3 separate regions of the Macaca mulatta genome follow, and all the other regions are linked to region 2. The links are chromatin contacts, called in public Hi-C maps. All regions are on one chromosome and are shown on one strand. Each heading gives the region's core, a stretch centred on a gene start, on an enhancer-like site or on the middle of the called end of the contact. The rest is flanking DNA. Distances are from core to core; before and after follow the strand shown.

Region 1 (3,227 bases), core at 544-3,043, 420 kb before region 2:
TGTTTATCTAATGCAGACTGATGATTGAAGAACTATAGCTGAACTGGCTCTTGAGTTTTAAGAAATTATCATTTAAACGACTTCTTACCTCTACAGGCAATTTATTTTCAACCCCTGAAGTGGTTTATAATTTTAAAGTACTTTTCCTAGCCAGGTGCGGTGGCTCAAGCCTGTAATCCCAGCACTTTGGGAGGTGGAGACAGGCGGATCACGAGGTCAGGAGTTCGAGACCATCCTGGCTAACACGGTGAAACCCCGTCTCTACTAAAAAAAAAAAAAAATACAAAAAGCTAGCCGGGCGAGGTGGCTGGCGCCTGTAGTCCCAGCTACTTGGGAGGCTGAGGCAGGAGAATGGCGTAAACCCGGGAGGCGGAGCTTGCAGTGAGCTGAGATCCGGCCCCCGCACTCCAGCCCGGGCGACAGGCGAGACTCCGTCTCAGAAAAAAAAAAAATAAAAAAAAAATAAATAAATAAAGTACTTTTCCTTGTGTGATTTTATTTTAGCCTTGATACTCCAGTAAGGTAGAGAGAATAAATATTATTACCATAACCTCCAAGTGAACAAAATGTAGTTCAGAGAGGTCTGACTTGCCCAAGCAACAGAATTAGAATCTAGGTTTCCTGAGTCCCAGTCCTATTGAGGAAAAATTTCTAGTAAGAACTTAGGGGTTCATGAAACCAAACCAAAGAAGTAGGTATGAGCATAACTGCTGGAACAGATAAATTTCAACTGCTAAGCTGTTCAAAAATCACCACAAACTATTAATACATTTCTTTTTTCTTTTGATACAGTCTCGCTTTGTCTCCCAGGCTGGAGTGCAGTGGTGTGATCTTGGCTCACTGCAACCTCTGCCTCCTGGGTTCAAGCAATTCTCCTGTCTCCAACTCTCGAGTAGCTGGGATTACAGGCACCCACCACCATGCCGGCCTAATTTTTGTAATTTTAGTAGAGACGGCCACCATATTGGTCAAGCTGGTCTTGAACTCCTGACCTCAGGTGATCCACCCATCTTGGTCTCCCAAAGTGCTGGGATTACAGGCGTGAACCTCCCAGCCCCGCCAACTATGTTTCTTTTAATGAAGTATTTCTGCTTCCCCTCTCCTTGCAGGCATTGCCCTTCTGGCCTTCCTTAAGTTGGGTGTGGCTATATGACTTGCTTTGGCCATTGAATGGGTGGAAGTGACATGAATGTATCACTTCACGGCAGCATTTAAGAGTCCATGAAGAATTCTTCATGCTTACTTCCATTCCGAGAGTGGGGGCGGGTGGGTAACTTTAACCTTCATAGTGACAGGGTAGGATCTCAAAATGGTGGCGCTCCATGAGCTTGGGTACCTTAAACATTTGCAATGAACAGAACCCCTTGCCAGCCTACTTTGGACACGGAGTATGAGAAACAAACCTTTGTGGTTTTAAGCCACTGTGGTTTTGGCATTTACCACAGCAGAGCCTAGCCTAATCTGACTGATAGAGGTTAATTTACACGGTCATCAAGCTTCTCTAGGAACTAGAATGCAATATCTAATCTGATCACATCACTAAAACCTGGAAAACAGAACAAATTGTTAATTTTCTTCCCTCAGCTTCCTCATCTACCACCACCTTCTGACTTTCAAGAAAATTACTCTTTTCTCGGCCCTGCACACATGAGCTCTCCATTATTCTGGCAGTTACACTAGGGGAGAGGAAGAAATGCAGAAGGCCTAGATCTTTTCTCCATTCCAGAGCCTGATCCCAGAACTGTCCCCACCCACTAGTACTCACACTTAACCTTGTCATAGGAAGATTATTACCACTCTTCCAAGGTGTCACAAACAGAAAGGAGCTGCAGCGGGCGCCACTGCAATGTCAAGGCAAGGCAGCCAGGCTGCGCTCTATCCTCACTGGTGCCTGGCCCTGGCTAGGCCGGGAGAAGCAGCATTCTCTAGGGAAAGAAGCCTTCTCAAGTGGGAACAAAAATGAGTGTGAGGCCAACAGCCATCCCGGGCACTATGTGAATTTGGGGTGAGTTCTCTTGGTACTCCAGCTCTGGTCAATTTCTAGTTTCTAGCGACTAGCAAGCTGCCCAGCTGCTGCTGCTACTGGGACTCCCAGTTCTCCCGGGCTTTTCCCAAGCCCAAGCGAGCCTGTTATCTTTGCACACTTGCAAAGGTCGTAAACGGTGGGGGTTGAACGCAGCCAGAACTTCAGCAACCCGACCGCAGCGGAGATCAAAGGTCGGCGGGTCAGCCCAGAGGCCGAGCCTGCGCAGTCCCGCTCCCGCGTTGGACATAAAGGGTGGCGGCAGCGCGGGCTCGTTACACCGGCGTGCTCGCAAGAGGCGGGAAAGCGTTAGGCAGAGACGCAGGTCGCAGCGTCCCTCCCTCTGCCTGCCCTATCTACCCGCCTGCCCAGCGAGCCTGTCTTCAGCGCCCAGGCCCTAGGGGAGGGGACTAGAAAGGCCCCGCGCTTCTGACTCATCATCTCCAACCCCTTTCTCGCGCGCGCTCCAAGTCTCAGGACTTCGGACCTGGGCCCTCCTGCGAGGGGGTGCGGCGACAGCATCTGGGAAGCCCCAGCTCTGCCAAGCGTCAGCTCCGAGCCCTCGCCAGTCTCTGAAGCTGCCAGCGCAGGGCTGGGGACCCAGAGCCAGCTCTCTATTGCAGTGGCTGGGGGAGCGGCACGCCAGTGCAGGACCGCCCGCCCGGCTCCTCCCCGAACGCGGGGCCAGTGGTCGCGTCCGAGAAAGCGCTAGGCTAGGCCCCGACTTCCCCGCCTCGCGTCACTCAGCACATCCACAGCGCCCCTACCGCGGAGAGAAGGCTCTTTATTTCCCGGCCGGTCACGGGCTAGTGGGGCATCCTGGGACTTGTAGTCTCCGCTGCAGCAGAAAGGAGACGGATCGAAAGGGGAACTGGGGCACTCCTGAATTGGATTCAGGGAGTTGGCGTGTGCAGGGTCCAGGATTTGGAGTGGATGGGATTATGAAAAGTGGACAGAAAAAAAGAGTGAGACGAGGCAGATGTGAAGCTGTATGGGGAGGTGACAGGGAGGATATGGATGGAAGGGAGAAAGCAGCTTTTCAAGGTGGTAGGTGAGATATATTCTCGTCCAGGTATATCTTCCCCTAACAGGGAAGGAACGCAAAAAGGGCCTGCTCTGAGTGAAAACTGAAGGCATTCCCGGACTTCCTGTTGGACTCAAAGGATCCCAGCAAGCTTCTGAGTTTGGTGGGGTGGGGCAGGAA
Region 2 (3,392 bases), core at 208-2,707:
CTTTCCAATGCACCACACAACTGTTTTTTTTGTTGTTGTTGTTGTTTTGAGATGGAGTCTTGCTCTGTCACCCAGGCTATCGGCTCACTGCAACCTCTGCCTCCCAGGTTCAAGGGATTCTCGTGTTTCAGCCTCCCCAGTAGCTGGGATTACAGGAGCTCACCACCGTGCCCAGCTAATTTTTGTATTTTTAGTAGAGACGAGGTGTCACCGTCTTGGCCAGGGTGGTCTCGAACTCCTGATCTCGTGATCCACCCACCTCGGCCTCCCAAAGTGCTGGGATTACAAGCATAAGCCATCGTGCCAGGTCCACACAACTTTTATTTTCCATACTAGTACTGTCTAGACAATCAAAGCTAACTTTAAAGGGGCCACTGAAAGTTGCTGTTCAAAGGAAACCTACAGTGACTATTACCATAAATTCAAAAAATATTTTACTCTGCTTGTCATCCGTAAAAGAATTGCTTGAATTGAAGCGTATGTAACAAACCTATCCTCTTGCAAAACTAATTAGTGGCTCTGTGGTTAAGTAAGTCTTGGAATACCTGCGGCTGCTTCTGGGAAGGTGGTCCTGTGCTGCAGATACATATGTCACTTGGGTTTCTATTGATTACATTATTACTTGATTATAAGATTCTCACTGTCAGGAGGGAGGATCTTGGCTCATCTGAGATTTCCTTAGCCCCCTGAGTGGTGCTGAAATTGTTTTAATAAAGATGTTGCGCTTTACTCATGTGCTGCTGTTAGCATTTGACGTGCTGTCTCAGAGTGAAAAAACGGAGGATCCCAGCCTTCCAGTAGGAAGGCTTAAAGAGGCTGTTGGCAAGTGTCTCCAAGAATTGCACAACATTTGTTGAGGGTGGGTTAAGGGTGGGGAGGCAGAGGAGAGTAAACAGAAAATACCGATCCCCAAATGTTAGTTACGCTTGCAAAAACTAAGGCCTCCTTCAAAAATCTGGTGATTAACCTGAATAACAAGCAAAGCTTTCTTAGTTGTGGGCAAGTGCAGACCTCCTAGGGCTTCCCTTAGGTTCGGCGATTCTGTGGTCCCCCTCCAAGCCTACTAATCAATAGAAGCTGGCATCTCTGCCCAGCTGCGCAAAGTAAAAACCTGAGTGGGAATGTAAAGTCCTTAACTCATACAAATACTGGACTTTCACCTCCCTCCCCATTCCTCCCTCTCCAGCCCAGTCCCGCAAAAGCCTCCCCGAGGAGTCCCAAGCTGCTTCTACTAGGAAAGAACTCCCCGGCCACAACGCCCCTGATGTAGCTACCAAAGAGCAAGAGGAGCAGGAGTGTGAACGTACCTCGGCCTCTGAACAAGTTGGCAGAAATGGGCAGGACGGTAGAAAGAAGTTTTGTTTCTCACCAGCTTCTTCCTCCCTAGTACGACGATGGGGAGGCCGTAGAAAACGCAAAGATGTTCTTTTGAATCCTGCCTTGCATCTGGGTGGAGTGGCGTGCTTGCGTGAGTGTGTGTACCCGGACGGAGATGGGGGCGTGGTGAGGAGTGGAGGGTAGGCTTACGAGCCTCTGCGTAGCTGGGACCGCGCCCTGCTTCTCCCAGGAGGCCTCTCCCGCCTGCATCCGCCCTTGGAGCTGGCGCTGCAGCAGCCCCTCCCCAGGGGCCGCAGGGGCACCCCAGGCAAAGAACGAGTCTAGGATCCACGCTCCTTCCTCAGCTGGAACCCAACGGGCAGCAGCCGCGAGCGCACTGCCTCCACGGAGAGCAGATGGCGGGAAACTGGCTTCTGCTCCCAAGAGCCAGGCGGCCCTTAGGAGACTACTCCTGGCTGAGTGTCCAGGAACCCATGAAGCTCGGTCTTGACACTGGTCGGCAGCCCCATCTGCCACGTACTTATTTGGTGCTGCTTTCTTTAGCAGGACAGCCCAAAACGAGACAGTCTGTATTTCAAATTTAACGGAAACTTTTTTCAGTAGTTGCCAAAAGAGGGTGGAAAAAACAGTAAACCTGAGGGCTCGTCCGGGATTTGAACCCGGGACCTCTCGCACCCAAAGCGAGAATCATACCCCTAGACCAACGAGCCACCGTGTTAGAGGTGGCTTCATATTACTCTGAATTTCTGTTTTCCGCCTGCCGTTCTGAAGGTTTTTCTGTTTTTGTTTTTTTTCTTTGTTGTGACATTTCCCTTTGGCCTTATTTAGTTATTCCTTCCATCTTTACCAAGTTTCAAGTATGGCTTATTGTCTGGCTTATTCTCCTCGATCCAGACGCAGGATGGGGTGAACGAAGGCAACTTTTTAGACTTTAGACATCCTTGCGTCTCACTGAGCCCGGGAAGCGATTTAAGCTCACTAGAGCCTGGTGGGAACCTGGAGGGGTCTGAGATAGAGATCGAGGGCCAGAGCTGAGCTCGGTTGCAAGGCTGTAGGTTACTGAGCCCCAGGACAGACGCGCTCTATGTATATACCTGCCGGCCTTTGGACTTAACGTAGAAGCCAAAATATAACACACTTCGGTAAGATAACGGTGCCTTCCCCCAACGGTTGGATGATTCGGGTCTACTGTCTTTCAGAGCTAGGTAACCAACTTTTCAAGGAGTGATCAACGCAGCTCAACTCGTGGCTAAGCTGTTTCCTTCGGACAAGGGTAAGAGATAGAGATTTCATCACGTTAACATAGGGATGTATTGCGCAAACGAAGAGCTACTGTAAACCCCAAAACATCAACCTCTCCTTCGAGCCGGAATCGAACCAGCGACCTAAGGATGACGACACGCTACGTACTACAGTCCTCCGCTCTACCAGCTGAGCTATCGAAGGGAGTGCGACAAAGAAGCTCCTAAAAATCCCTATTCAAGACATCCTTAACCAGAGACGGGAAACAAATCTGTTTATATCTGGAAAGTGATTATTGCAGAGTCGCAAAGCCAGCTTGTCCAAGGTTCCAACACCTGCGTCCAAGGTTCTGAGGACAATCTTTCTAAAGCTGGATTCCCCTGCTTCACTGAGGGGCTCCCAAGCAGAGCAGATGCCCCTGGAACCTGGACATACCGAGACTGCGCATCCTCTGGGCGCCCGAGGCCTATTGGCCTCACTGGGCGCGGACCCAGGGGCCTCGCGAGCATGGATGCGTGTGTTTGTGTGTAGGGTGGGGACCGGCACCTGGGCGTCGGAGAACTGGGGGCTGACGCGGTGGGACGCACACAATTCTGACCGCGCAACTGTGAACGCCGGAGAGGGCGGGCCTCCAGGCTTAGGCCCGAGCTCTCTGGTGTCCTCACTTCCTGCGCTCCCCTCCCAATCTCGGCTCTTCCGCTTACACGTCCACAGACTTGGGAGGGAGAGGGTGTAGAATGGAGCAGTGGTCCCCAACTTTTTTGGCACCAGGGACCGGTTTCGTGGAAGACACTTTTTCCACGGACCTTGGG
Region 3 (3,111 bases), core at 154-2,653, 270 kb after region 2:
TATGGAGCTACAACCTCTTCCCTATTTTGTATCTGGAGCTTCCTTAGTTCTTTAAGTGTCTGTTAGGGGCTCTTATCTAACTGGTCGAAGGTTACTAGCTTCTAAGTAGAAGTTGGCCTGAGAAAACCCTGTCTAAAAAAATCAGGAACTAGATGAAGTCTCCAGCCCCTGTAGCAGCCAAGTGCTGGGACGTCAGCAGTTCCTTTGTTATTAAATATTTGGGGCTGGCTGTACTTTCTTTCATGCACATTCCTTCTCAGTGGAGAATCTGCTAGCCAAGCTGACAATGGACCTCCTCGCGGTTTATTGTTTTTATCGATTCCTTGTTGCTTCCCATATTTAAAGCAGTCCCAATTTGGGTTATGACTCGGGAAAAAATCCAAGTGCGGTTCAGGTGCCCATAAAGACCACAGGAGACTTCAGGTAGGGGAGGGAGGCACTGCCCCTTTGCTGGAAGCAAAGTTGAGACAGGTCTAAAGACTGTCCCATCTGTCAAATAACGTGACAAAAATAACCTTGGATTTGATTAATCCAATCAACAAACTGCTAATAACAAATGTTAAAGGTTGGTGGTCATAAAATTGAGTAAAGGTACGGTGGCTTGCGCCTGTAGTCCCTCCCAGCTATTGGGAAGGCTTAGGCGGGATATCAAACCCAGGAATTTGACTCCAGCACAGGCAAGACCCCATCTTTATTGAATTTTTTTTTTTTTTTTTTTTTAGCAAAACGACGAAATCTTCTAGTATTGGAGACACTCATGAAAAGATAATTTAACAATTTGATCAGCAGTGGGGAGAGACGGGCTCTGTAAGGGCAGCTTCCAGGAGAACCGAGTCTTGCGTCCTGTCCCCAAAGTAACTCCAGCGACAAAGGCTGGAGAGATAATCTTAACTTTTTAATCCATTTCCTCCTGGTACATCATTACCCTGACTTTTTAAAGGTATTTCTTCGAGTAGAATGGCTAACTTTGTCTACTGTTCCCCACCGTCCATCTTCTCCCCGCTCTCAAGATCCCTAGTTTCCACACTCCTTGATTGCACCCGCCCAGCCTCCTTTAAAATGCATAAGCCACGCCCCCCATGTTCTGGCGCTAAGTTCGGGCCAATGCAGTTGCGCCGCTAGTATCACAGGACTAGGGAAGGAAAGTCACCAGCCAATAGAAAACCAGTTATAACGCAAAGCCGGAGAAAAGTGTTTCAGTGTTGTCTTTGAACCAATGAGGGGCAGAGCAACAGAGCCCGTGCAGCTTCCAGAAGACCAGTTGAGCAGAAGCAGCCTAGCCCCACCTCCTGGTCTGGAGGTAGCGCGATGGGCGTCGCTCCCAATAGCTTGCAGAACCTCTAGTCACGTGCAGGTTTTGCAAGCCCAGCAGCATCTGGCAGGTCATGTGACAGTTGACGTTTGTGCGACGCTCCCCAATGGAAAAGGAGAGCTGCCTTCACAGGACTAGGAATTGGTTTATCTACGCGAATAACAGCATGACCGGGGCGGGGAGAGCCTATCAAGTGCTGCTAGACGGAACGGGGCGGGGCAGGCCACTGGTTGCGGAGTGAGCTGGGCGCGCGGCGCGCAGGCGCCCTGGGGACCCGGTAGCGGCGGTGGCGGTGGCGGTGGCTGCGGCGACGGCAGAGGCGAAGGGAGCCGGATCGCCGACCTGAGCGGGAGGCGGCGGTGGCGGCCATGGCGGCAGATGGAGAGCGTTCCCCGCTGCTGTCCGAGCCCATCGACGGTGGCGCGGGCGGCAACGGTTTAGTGGGGCCAGGCGGGAGTGGGGCTGGGCCCGGGGGAGGCCTGACCCCCTCCGCACCACCGTACGGAGCCGGTAAACATGCCCCGCCCCAGGGTAAGCCGGGGCGGGTCCGAGGTGCTCCCCGGGGTACTCTGAAAGCCGGGGAGGGGGCGGGACCGAGGGCGGAGGCGGGTCCCAGTCGCCAGGTGCGGGACTGCTGCACCTGTGACTGGGCGAGGCTTCCTTCCCTCCGCAATCGCGACCACAGCGTGGGACGGAAGGGGGTTCTGAGCAACCTGATGCAAGCGCCAATTATGAGAAGCCCTCCGAGCTTGGTCAGAGGGTTGAAGATCAGAAAGACTTCCCTACCACCGTGGAGCATCAGTGGAGGATGTCTGTAAGTGATCCCAGCCCTTCTATTTTCTTCCTCTCCAGCATTTCCCCCGTTCCCCGAGGGACATCCAGCCGTGTTGCCTGGGGAGGACCCACCCCCCTATTCACCCTTAACTAGCCCAGACAGTGGGAGTGCCCCTATGATCACCTGCCGAGTCTGCCAATCTCTCATCAACGTGGAAGGCAAGATGCATCAGCACGTAGTCAAGTGTGGTGTCTGCAATGAAGCCACCGTGAGTTATACATATCTATGAAATGGGCCCTGTTTCCTGGATCCTCTTTCTGATGTCTTGATTCTAGACCCTGACCTTGCGGGTGTTAGCCAAGTGCTCTTGATGATATCCAGGTTTCAGTTCCAGGTGTCTCACACAGCCATTTCCCCAAAAGCCACTCACCAAAGCTAACGTTTACTTTCTCTCACTTCACACCTAGCCTAGTTCCTATTTGCAAATCTCATGTTATAGTCTGTTTTATTTCTCCTTCCTGGCTAGCACCTTATTTTTCTGATCTCATAAAGAGTTTTTGGAGGGAAGTGGAGGGGATTGGGATTAGAGGTTTGCTTGCTGATGACCCTGTTATTCTCTAGCCAATCAAGAATGCACCCCCAGGGAAAAAATATGTTCGATGCCCCTGTAACTGTCTCCTTATCTGCAAAGTGACATCCCAACGGATTGCATGCCCTCGGCCCTACTGGTAAGAGGCATAATGTGGGGAAGGGCATAAGTGGGCAACTGGAAAGTCAAAAAAAGATGAGCGTATATAGAGAATGTAAAGGTGAGAGAGCCTAGTGTTTATTTGGAAGGAGAAAAGACTTTGAAGCATATGCCTCAGGAATGTTACAGCTGTCTTTCTCATTTCTCAATAAAAATATTGGGATGAAATGATGTCATTTAGGAGAATAGACAGCCTTGGGGACTGGGTGTGTTATCCTGAGGTCGGAGGGGAATTGGGGACCTGAAGTTTAAGCAGTGCTCTTTCTTTCTCAAGGA

The links. Hi-C and Micro-C count contacts between places; a contact is called where the count stands out from the background.
Region 1: a Hi-C map of fetal cortex germinal zone shows a contact between it and region 2, with 2.7 times the contacts expected there. The contact joins the promoter of ZNF219 here to the promoter of ANG in region 2. A contact is called at or near these places in 2 of 14 Hi-C or Micro-C datasets (fetal cortex germinal zone and fetal cortical plate).
Region 3: a Hi-C map of fetal cortex germinal zone shows a contact between it and region 2, with 3 times the contacts expected there. The contact joins the promoter of PIP4P1 here to the promoter of ANG in region 2. A contact is called at or near these places in 3 of 14 Hi-C or Micro-C datasets (fetal cortex germinal zone, fetal cortical plate and liver).

The regions. Positions count from the first base shown.
Region 1 is chr7:93,953,824-93,957,050 of T2T-MMU8v2.0, reverse strand. ZNF219 (zinc finger protein 219) reads left to right here and starts at 1,793. Exons shown (of 5, transcript XM_028851380.2): 1 at 1,793-2,005. It overlaps TMEM253 (transmembrane protein 253), which reads right to left. Exons shown (of 8, transcript XM_077940559.1): 8 at 2,788-3,227. It also overlaps the pseudogene LOC100428628.
Region 2 is chr7:93,529,691-93,533,082 of T2T-MMU8v2.0, reverse strand. ANG (angiogenin) reads right to left here and starts at 1,457. Exons shown (of 2, transcript XM_077940572.1): 1 at 1,370-1,457. RNASE4 (ribonuclease A family member 4) reads right to left here. Exons shown (of 3, transcript NM_001261770.1): 2 at 1,308-1,480. It overlaps TRNAY-GUA (transfer RNA tyrosine (anticodon GUA)), which reads right to left and starts at 2,784; the gene lies at 2,696-2,784. TRNAP-UGG (transfer RNA proline (anticodon UGG)) reads right to left here and starts at 2,048; the gene lies at 1,977-2,048.
Region 3 is chr7:93,260,745-93,263,855 of T2T-MMU8v2.0, reverse strand. It overlaps PIP4P1 (phosphatidylinositol-4,5-bisphosphate 4-phosphatase 1), which reads left to right and starts at 1,403. Exons shown (of 7, transcript NM_001194893.2): 1 at 1,403-1,822; 2 at 2,165-2,355; 3 at 2,709-2,815. The coding sequence starts at 1,681.